Regions from separate parts of the Mus musculus genome. Here region 2 is linked to region 1. Evidence: chromatin contacts called from public Micro-C data. All regions are on one chromosome and are shown on one strand. The core of a region is the stretch at or near the end of the contact, and the rest is flanking DNA. Distances in the headings are between cores, read along the strand shown.

What was found. Hi-C and Micro-C count contacts between places; a contact is called where the count stands out from the background.
Region 2: a Micro-C map of embryonic stem cells shows a contact between it and region 1, with 5 times the contacts expected there. The contact joins the promoter of Snap91 here to the promoter of Tpbg in region 1. A contact is called at or near these places in 2 of 39 promoter capture datasets (cranial neural crest and embryonic stem cells), 2 of 484 Hi-C or Micro-C datasets (both in embryonic stem cells), 1 of 115 datasets of contacts at active chromatin or transcription factors (astrocytes) and 1 of 9 other capture datasets (liver).

Annotation. Positions count from the first base shown.
Region 1 is chr9:85,841,118-85,845,533 of GRCm38.p6, forward strand. Tpbg (trophoblast glycoprotein) reads left to right here and starts at 1,735. Exons shown (of 2, transcript NM_001164792.1): 1 at 1,735-1,838; 2 at 2,534-4,416. The coding sequence starts at 2,863. The coding sequence ends at 4,143. LOC115487186 (a long non-coding RNA gene) reads right to left here and starts at 2,563. Exons shown (of 2, transcript XR_003948199.1): 1 at 2,481-2,563; 2 at 225-2,098.
Region 2 is chr9:86,878,667-86,883,082 of GRCm38.p6, forward strand. Snap91 (synaptosomal-associated protein 91) reads right to left here and starts at 1,783. Exons shown (of 30, transcript NM_013669.2): 1 at 1,595-1,783; 2 at 756-915. The coding sequence starts at 885.

The DNA.
Region 1 (4,416 bases), core at 485-2,984:
TTTTGTTTGTTTGTTTGCTTGCTTGTTTGGCAAGCTGAACAGGAAGGATTCAGGACGATCGTCCCAATGCTACAGTGTATCTTGCCTCTGAGGTATATGTTGAGATGAGATGAGAATACTTTTTTTTTTTTTTTTTTTTTTTTAATGCTAAAAAGCTAGGTCACAAGAGCACTTGCTCTTTTGACAGAACCATTTAAGACCACACCAGAAGATCAGAAAAATTCTTCCCGTGCCATTTACTTTACTACAAACGTAGGCAGTAAAATTGCCCTTTTCGGCGTACAGTCTTACGAGTTTTAGCACGTGTATGGGTTTACATAACCATCGTCATGATTGCCATACATATGACTTCAGCTTCTGAGTCGGTTTTTTTTTCCCCTCAAAGCTTTTCACATTTATACTGCAAAACACTTTTAAAAATAAGAGAAAGGGATTTAGATAAATGTGCTGAAGATGCAAATTAATGAAACTGTCTTTTTGCACAAATCTCTGCAGTCTCCAGGCTCTGCAGCTTTTTTTCCTGGGCCATTTTGGCTGGTGTTTCTGTGGACTATCTTTCCACAGAAAGAAACAGCCATAGACTCAGAATTGGACCGCCACAGTCATGATGCATGTTGTGGGGAACAATCCCCGGCTTCCTTAACTTGATACTTTTATTATACTGGGTCTTCTTTTTCCCAGCCTTATCTCTCCTATCGTTTCTCTCTCTAAAATGAAATAGTCTGTAATCACCCACACCTTTTAACTTGGGGAAAATTTGACTGAGGAAAAGCAGATAAGACTTTTTGAGAGAGCAATGAGAGGGCGTTCGGGACTCCAACTCTCTCCAGACTTAATGACATTGGTCCTATAAGCATTCCAGTCGTTTCCCTAATCCATCATCCGGCGCCTGCCAGCGCCCCCTGGGAGACAGACTTTGGGACAAACTTCTTTCCCAGGTCAGCCCGCCCACCTCCCGCCGCGAGCGCTCCCTGCGTAAGTGACTTGTGCTGACACAACGCACCGCATCTGGTGTAGGGAGCTTTCCGGGTGACTCACGTCTTTGCAATTTGCTTTTGTTTCTGGGGTGTTTTAGCTGCAATTTTCTTCCCTCTGGTTTTAATTTTGAGAGGAGGGGGGAAAAAACCACCCATAATGAATCAAGAATGAGTGTCCTTTCCAGTAACCCTCCCCCACTTTAAAGTTGACTGTCTTTACAAGTTTGATAACTACCCTAGACGTGCGGGGGCGGCACAGGTAGGAAGGCATTAACTAACTACCTCATAAACTGAAGTTGCCAGCCAAACCGAGCCACGAGAGAGGAGACTTTCTGAATCTCCCTCACAACCCAGGCGTTTGCCGCGGCGGATGTAACCTGTGCAGCTCCTTCTTCTACTGCTGCTTTGCTCACGCTTAAATCCCTCTCCTCACTGCCAGCGGTGCCAGAAGCAGCGTGAATTCCAAGAGGTCCACCAGCGGTTTTGTTTCTGTCCGAGGTAAATACGCTATGCAAAATACGGAACCACCAAAGGATGCCGGGGAGGGGGAACAGAAGGGGAATCCCTCACCTTCTCGGGATGCGTTGCTCATTTATCTCCGCCTAGGGGAGTCGCCCAGCCTAGGTTGCCCCTCGTATCCCTCCCTGAAGCCCCTACCTGGGGCAGCAGAGGTGGCCAGCGCGGCGGCGATCTCTCCTGCAGCCCTGGCCCTCCCCCGCCCCCCGGCTTGGTTTTTCCCAGCCGTGGAGGTTGGGCCAGGGGCTGGGGTTGAGAGGAGAGTCGGCGCCCGCAGCAGGAGCTGGGAAGGCGCGTGGACTCGGGTGGCCCTCGGAGTTGGCTTTGCAGGCGCGGGGTGCGGAGGTGAGCAGTGGGGACCGAGCGGCCAGGTTTGGAGCCTGGAGGCGGGACCAGGGTTCCTTTCTATACTAGGGCGTGAAGAGAGCCGGGGGGGGGGGGGTCCTGGCTGCCACACCGCCCACGGTCCCACGGCCGCTTTGTTGGCGGGTTCCCTCCGTTTTTCTGGAGATGTCTGGATCCTCTCGGGATCGGGGAGCTGGGTGGCCAGGAACTGGGGAGTCGAGAGTAGGCGACAGCTGTACGGCTCTGCTCCCCTTTTCACACTAATCCAAGGAGGTACCAAAAAAAAAAAAAAGCTCTTAAGAGTCCCGTAACCCGAAACTTCGCTCTCATCCCAAGGTGGGAGGGGGAGGAGCGGCGGGGGCGGGGACCCCGGAAGGCAGGTGGTCGGCCGGGGCGGTAGGAGCTGGGATCCGGAAAAAGGAGAAGTTTGCTCGCTGGACACCGCGGGGTCTGCGTGAAGTTCTAGGCGGGAGGAGGGCAATCCGGGCAGGAGCCAGGCGGGAGGTGGCCCGGGTCCTGATGGTGTGGGCCCGGAAGAGGTAGGCTTAGCGCCTGGGAGTGGGGACCGCGTCCCACTAGGGAGGAAGGACGCACACAGAAGCTTGGGCCGGGTTGCTAGTGTGGGGACTACTTGGTTCGTACTCGGGGAGCTGCGGCCGTCACTCCTCCTCACGCTTCTCTCCCGCTTGTCCCAGGTCGCTCATCCGATCCTGCCCTGAGAGAGGCGCCAACAAAGGAGTTGAGGAGGTGCCACCCACCCCAGCTGCGGCGGGAGGAGGAGCGCCAAGGCCCGTGTCCCGACCCGCCGTGCGTACTCACTGGAGGGAAGGGCGGGGTGCCGCTCCGGGAGGGGGACGCCCGGTGGCTCGGGGTTAGCCAAGTTCCAGCTTTTGGCGTCCCCTCCTCTGCTCCCACGCGAGGAAAGTTTGCCGTCGACGCTTGCGGCCGGCTCGCGCCCGCCGGGCCCAGGCGGTCGAGTCTTCGGAGCGGGCGCTGTCCCAGCTCCGGGGAACCGCGAGCCGCGATGCCTGGGGCGGGCTCCCGGGGCCCCTCCGCCGGGGACGGACGGCTGAGGTTGGCAAGGCTGGCGCTAGTGCTGCTGGGTTGGGTCTCCGCGTCGGCCCCCAGCTCTTCGGTACCCTCGTCTTCCACCTCCCCGGCAGCCTTCCTGGCCTCGGGGTCTGCGCAGCCTCCGCCAGCCGAGAGATGCCCCGCGGCGTGCGAGTGCTCCGAGGCGGCGCGCACGGTTAAGTGCGTGAACCGCAACCTGCTGGAGGTGCCGGCGGATCTACCGCCTTACGTGCGCAACCTTTTCCTTACCGGCAACCAGATGACCGTGCTCCCGGCGGGCGCCTTCGCCCGCCAGCCGCCGCTCGCCGACCTGGAGGCGCTCAACCTCAGCGGCAACCACCTGAAGGAAGTGTGTGCAGGTGCCTTCGAGCATCTGCCGGGTCTGCGCCGGCTTGACCTCAGCCACAACCCTCTCACCAACCTCAGCGCCTTCGCCTTTGCGGGCAGCAACGCCAGCGTCTCGGCCCCCAGCCCCCTGGAGGAGCTGATCCTGAATCACATCGTGCCCCCTGAGGATCAGAGGCAGAACGGGAGCTTCGAGGGTATGGTGGCCTTCGAAGGCATGGTGGCAGCAGCTCTGCGCTCAGGCCTTGCACTCCGAGGTCTTACACGCCTGGAGCTAGCCAGCAATCACTTTCTTTTCCTGCCTCGGGACTTACTAGCCCAACTGCCGAGTCTCAGATACCTGGACCTCAGGAACAATTCCCTGGTGAGCCTGACCTACGCATCCTTCCGCAACCTGACACACCTCGAAAGCCTCCACTTGGAGGACAATGCCCTCAAGGTCCTTCACAACTCCACCTTGGCTGAGTGGCACGGCCTGGCTCATGTCAAGGTGTTCCTGGACAACAATCCCTGGGTTTGCGACTGCTACATGGCTGACATGGTGGCTTGGCTTAAAGAGACAGAGGTGGTGCCAGATAAAGCCAGGCTTACCTGCGCATTCCCGGAGAAAATGAGGAATCGTGGCCTCTTAGACCTCAACAGCTCTGACCTGGACTGTGACGCTGTCCTTCCCCAATCCCTGCAGACTTCCTATGTCTTCCTAGGTATTGTTTTAGCTCTGATAGGCGCTATTTTCCTCCTCGTTTTGTATTTGAACCGTAAAGGCATAAAAAAGTGGATGCATAACATCAGAGATGCCTGCAGGGATCACATGGAAGGGTATCATTACAGATACGAAATCAATGCGGACCCCAGATTAACAAATCTTAGTTCCAACTCGGATGTCTGAGAAACCGGACCCGTCAAGGAGGACTCTGCATGAGGTGTAGACTTAAGGGTTTTTTTTTCCCCTTTACTAGGCTTGCTCCACTTCCACACTTCACCGTAGACACTATTGACTTTGATCCTTGTTATGTAAAATCCCGGTGTGTTCTGTTAATGTAAGGACATGAACAACTGCACATGTTTATTTTCCCTATTCCTTTCGGTACTCCTCGATGCCTGCGGAGGGATTGTTTTTTTTTTTTTTTCCTCTCTCTCAAGTCGCAGCATGGACTTGGAT
Region 2 (4,416 bases), core at 533-3,032, 1.0 Mb after region 1:
TTCTCCGGAGAGCCAATGATCATGGGAAATATTATGTATTAAATATTATGTTTTCATCTAAAACTGTACCACCTCTAAAGAGGAGAGGACATTCATTTTGTGAGCTGACCAGTTATCCCACCCAGCATTTTCTGAGAACAGGACAAAGGAAGTGTGCCAAGATGTTCAGAATGAAATCGCCATTATCTGCTCATTCAATAGCTTGGATTTATTTCAGTTCGGCTCAGTGTAGTGACATATGACACACGCGCGCACTCCCCCACACTCACACACAAATTCTGAGTAGCAGCAGAGGAAAAAGCAGGATTTTACGATTATCCAAAATGCTCTTAAGAAATTAGTGTCAAGAGTGGCCATCCACCCACCCATCAATCTCTCTGTCTCCCCATTGTGACCCTACCACCCCTCATTTCCTTTAACCTAACAGAGAGTGGAGAAAAAAAATGATTAAAAGGATGTAGCCCAAATGTACACTTTTATGCAACCGTGTGTGTGTGTGTGTGTGTGTGTGTGTTCCCTCCTCTAGGCTCTTGGAGGTCATCAGAAGAAAAAAACGGCTCGATAGACAAGGTTTCAGGGCCTATTCAAGGGGACACCTCCAAGGCCAGAGGCAGGAGCTCAGGATCTCAGGATCGACTCGATGGTGAGCCAGTTCCCAAGGCTTCTGGCAGTATTACAGACTGCCAAGGCCATGCCGCCGGCCTTTGAGCCCCTATGGTCACGCGCATGTCCCGCTTATATAAAAGGATGCTTACAGTCCAGGTGCTTCTTCTTGGGGCCCATCACCTCATGAGTGGTGGCTTTGCAGACTGCTCTTGCTACAGCAGAGCCAGTCACGCTGTACTGAGCGGCGGCGATCCGATCCGTGAGCGTTTGGCCCGACATCTTCACCGGCCGCGTCTACCGCCTCCTCTTCTGCAGGAAATAAGAGGAGATGGTCCGGCTTTCACCCGCACCGCCTTAGCTGGAGCGCCCGGCCTTGCCTGCTCCCTCCGCTCGGCGGTTCTCTCCTCCGCCGACCCCGCCCTGGCACCGCCTCTTGGGACCAGCGGCGCGCCAAGCCCAGTTGGTCCATCGAGGTCCAGGGCTGTCAGCCACCCGCAGGGTAGTCCTTGCATCGTGCCACGGTCCCGCTTTCCCACACCCTGAAGCGGTCACCACATCCCGGCTTCGCCCCCTGTCAAGCAGCACTGTCCGCGCAACCCTTTTCGGTGGTGCGAGACCCGGTGCGCGTCGGGGTTACCCCGGACGCCGCGCCCAGAAGCGCGCACCTTTCGCTGCCCCGAGCCGCAACGTGTCTCCCACAGCACCGCAGGGCCGCGGCCACCTCCTTTCTGTCCTGGGGCTGCGGCGGCAGCAACGACTCCTCTTCCCTCGCCCTCCATCCCTATAGTCGGGCCGCCCTGAGCCGCGATGCGCCTCACCCTTCTCCAGTCGGATCTCAGAGGGCGGACAGCCCAGGCCCCGCCCGGCCGCTAAAGCGCCACCGAGCTGTCACCCGGCCGCCTCTGCCCTTCTCCGCGCCCTAGGATTATCCCTCGAATCCCCGGGTCCTGGAGCAGGGGAGGGGACCCGTGCGGCCCAGCGTACTCACCCCGCCCCAGGAGCACCGCAGCCCGGACGCCGCGCGAGGTAGCTGAGTGCAGACACGCACCGCCCTGGTGTCCCCGGGCCGCGATGCCTGTAGCCCCGGCCCGGCCCCTGTCTCAGCTCCGCGGTCCCCGCGGTCCCCACCCGCCGCCGCCTCCGCCAGCGCCGCCGCGTCTCTCTAGCGCTCGGCGCAGCGTCCCCATCCCCGCCCCCACCTCAGCTGGAGCGCCTGCGACGAGTCAGGTGACGGCAGCCGACGAACCCGGGCCAGTCCTCTGCAGAACGCCAGCGGCCCCCTCCCTGTCGCTCCTGCTCGCCGCCCCCCTCGGAGCCGCGGCTTTAAACGGGAGGAGGGCCGCACGCGAGCATCCCTGGCGGGCGACGGCGGAGGAGGGGGTGGGACCGGAGGGGCGCCGCGGCTCTATGGCTTGCGTTCTTGCGCGCGCCCTGCGTCCCCGCGCGCACCCGCTGCGTCCCCGGGCGGACCTGGTGCGCGCGCGCCGCGCATACCTGCCGGGCAACTGCAGGATGCTCGGGGATCGCCGCGGGCGTGGGCCTGGGGAGAGGGAGGGCTGTGAAGGCCGAGGCAAGGGCGGCAGCGTGCGCTGCCAACAGAGCCCAGCCCCTTCTCCTAAGAAGCGTGCCTGTGACTAGCTGGCCTGTCCTCGGCAGTAGAGGCCCAGATGGGCAGGGCGATTTGAAATGTCAGATTCTGTGGCCACGCGACCGTTACCTGTGCACCCTCAGCTCCTTGAGGCTGCTCCACTAGTCTCAGTTACAACGGGGAGCCGAGTGGGCAGGTAATTCGAGCCGCTTTAGCCTTAAAGCAATACTGAGGTATGCGGTATAGACAAGTAGCAAAGCAATTAGCTGAATGCCAGATTACACTCGTCTTGTAATCATTTGCACCCTTAAACTGTAATTTTTGCCATTTAAATATGTCGGAACGTCTTATATTATTTGAATGTCGAGTGTTATTTGCATGGGATTGGAGTCGGTTAATAATTTCATGAGTTGACATTTGTAAAGGTCATTGTCTTAACTATTCTTTTAAATTCCCACGGTTAAGATCAGAAGTTCCCTTAGGTACTTCCCTGACATATTTTCTGGCTTTACACAGGTGACCTCTGTTCAGTCCCCCAAGGTCATATACGCCTACTTACACACATCAAGGTTCTGCCTTGTAGTTTTTCTCTTGGTCCGGTGTTCAATACCCAATCATAACTTCCTAACAGCTGGGGCTGATCCCAGCAGCAGCAATTAGAAACCTTGTTGACTAAAGAAAGAAAGATCAAGACCACCACCAAAAAGTTATGTACGTATTACTATATGACCCCCGCAGTCCTGCACAGTATTTACCCAATTGGGGGGGGGGGGAACCAGACACACACATTTTTCTCTTTAAACTTTCACTCAAAATTAGTAGCAGCTTATATAATGGCCCCACACTGGAGGAAAACCAGTCTATTGATAAATAGCTAAAGAAAACATGGCATATCCACACAACAGAATACTACTTAGCAATAACAAGACAGAAATGAACAACATGGATGAATTTGAGAACATACGATGCTTCATGAAAGAGGCCAAATCACCAGGACGTTATTTACTATTTTGATCCATTTATGTAACAGAGTAAGAAAGGTTTAAGTTCAAGACAGAAAATACACCAGATGCCAAGGTTCAGGACTGGGGACTGACTTCAAAAGAAAAACTATTTAAAATGATAGAAAAGGTTTATATCATGACTAAGGTGGTCGATAACAACAGTATGAATTTGGACACATAGAATTGGTGAATTTTATTGCAAGTAAACGAGAACTCAGCATATCTGATAAAGAGCTGGAGTAGCCGTATTGGTATTAGCTAAGGTAGACTTTATAGTAGGGATGTTAATGGGAAGAAAGAGGCACATTGCATAACAACAAAACTCATCAACAGCCAATTCCATATGTTTAGCCATCTAGGAACAGAACTTCAAACAGGATGGTGCAAAAGGAGCGATAGTAAATCCACAATTACAGCTGAGTTCTGCATCGTCTCATTTATAATTGATAGAGTAAGTAGACAGAAAACTATTGAGGGTATGTGTGATTCAAAATAGCCCTAACTTACTCTGTCATATAATATAGAACACTTTAGCCTGCAATAGTGGAATGCATTATTTTAAATGCTTTTAAAATATTCTCCAGAGTAGACAATATTCTTCACTGTATAAGTAGGTTCAATACATTCAGAAGAATTATAGTCATACAAATTATGGGGTTTCCCCCCTACAGTTGAGTCAAACTCATTAACAGATAGATATCTTTTTTAAAAATCAGTATATTAAATAGCACACTCAGCGCACCCATAGACCTAATATTCCCATACAGAACTACTTTCAACTAAATGGTAATAAAAATAAATGCAACATATCAAAATATACTACCTGTAGAAAAAGCGCCGACTATAAGAAAATGTATAGTATTAAAATACTTATATTAGGAATGAAGCTGGACACAGTGTAGGGTAAAATGTCTACAGGCTGTAGGGTAAAAGGTCTGAGCACACTTCCAGGTTTGAAAACCCATCTAAACCCAGTTCCTGGGCTCTCACTCTAAGCTCAGGACTTGAAATCCCACGAATCCCCACCCTAAAAAATCTCCATCCAGGAAACCTCTGCCCCTAAGAAACCCTATATAAGCCCAGTACTCACCTCCTCCTGCTTCTAGCCCTAGCAGGGGCAGCCACACTCTTGTGCCTTTCCCAATAAATCTGTTGTGTGAGGTCTGTTGTGCGGTATGACTACGTGCTATTCCTTGATTCCCAACTGCCAGGGGGTGG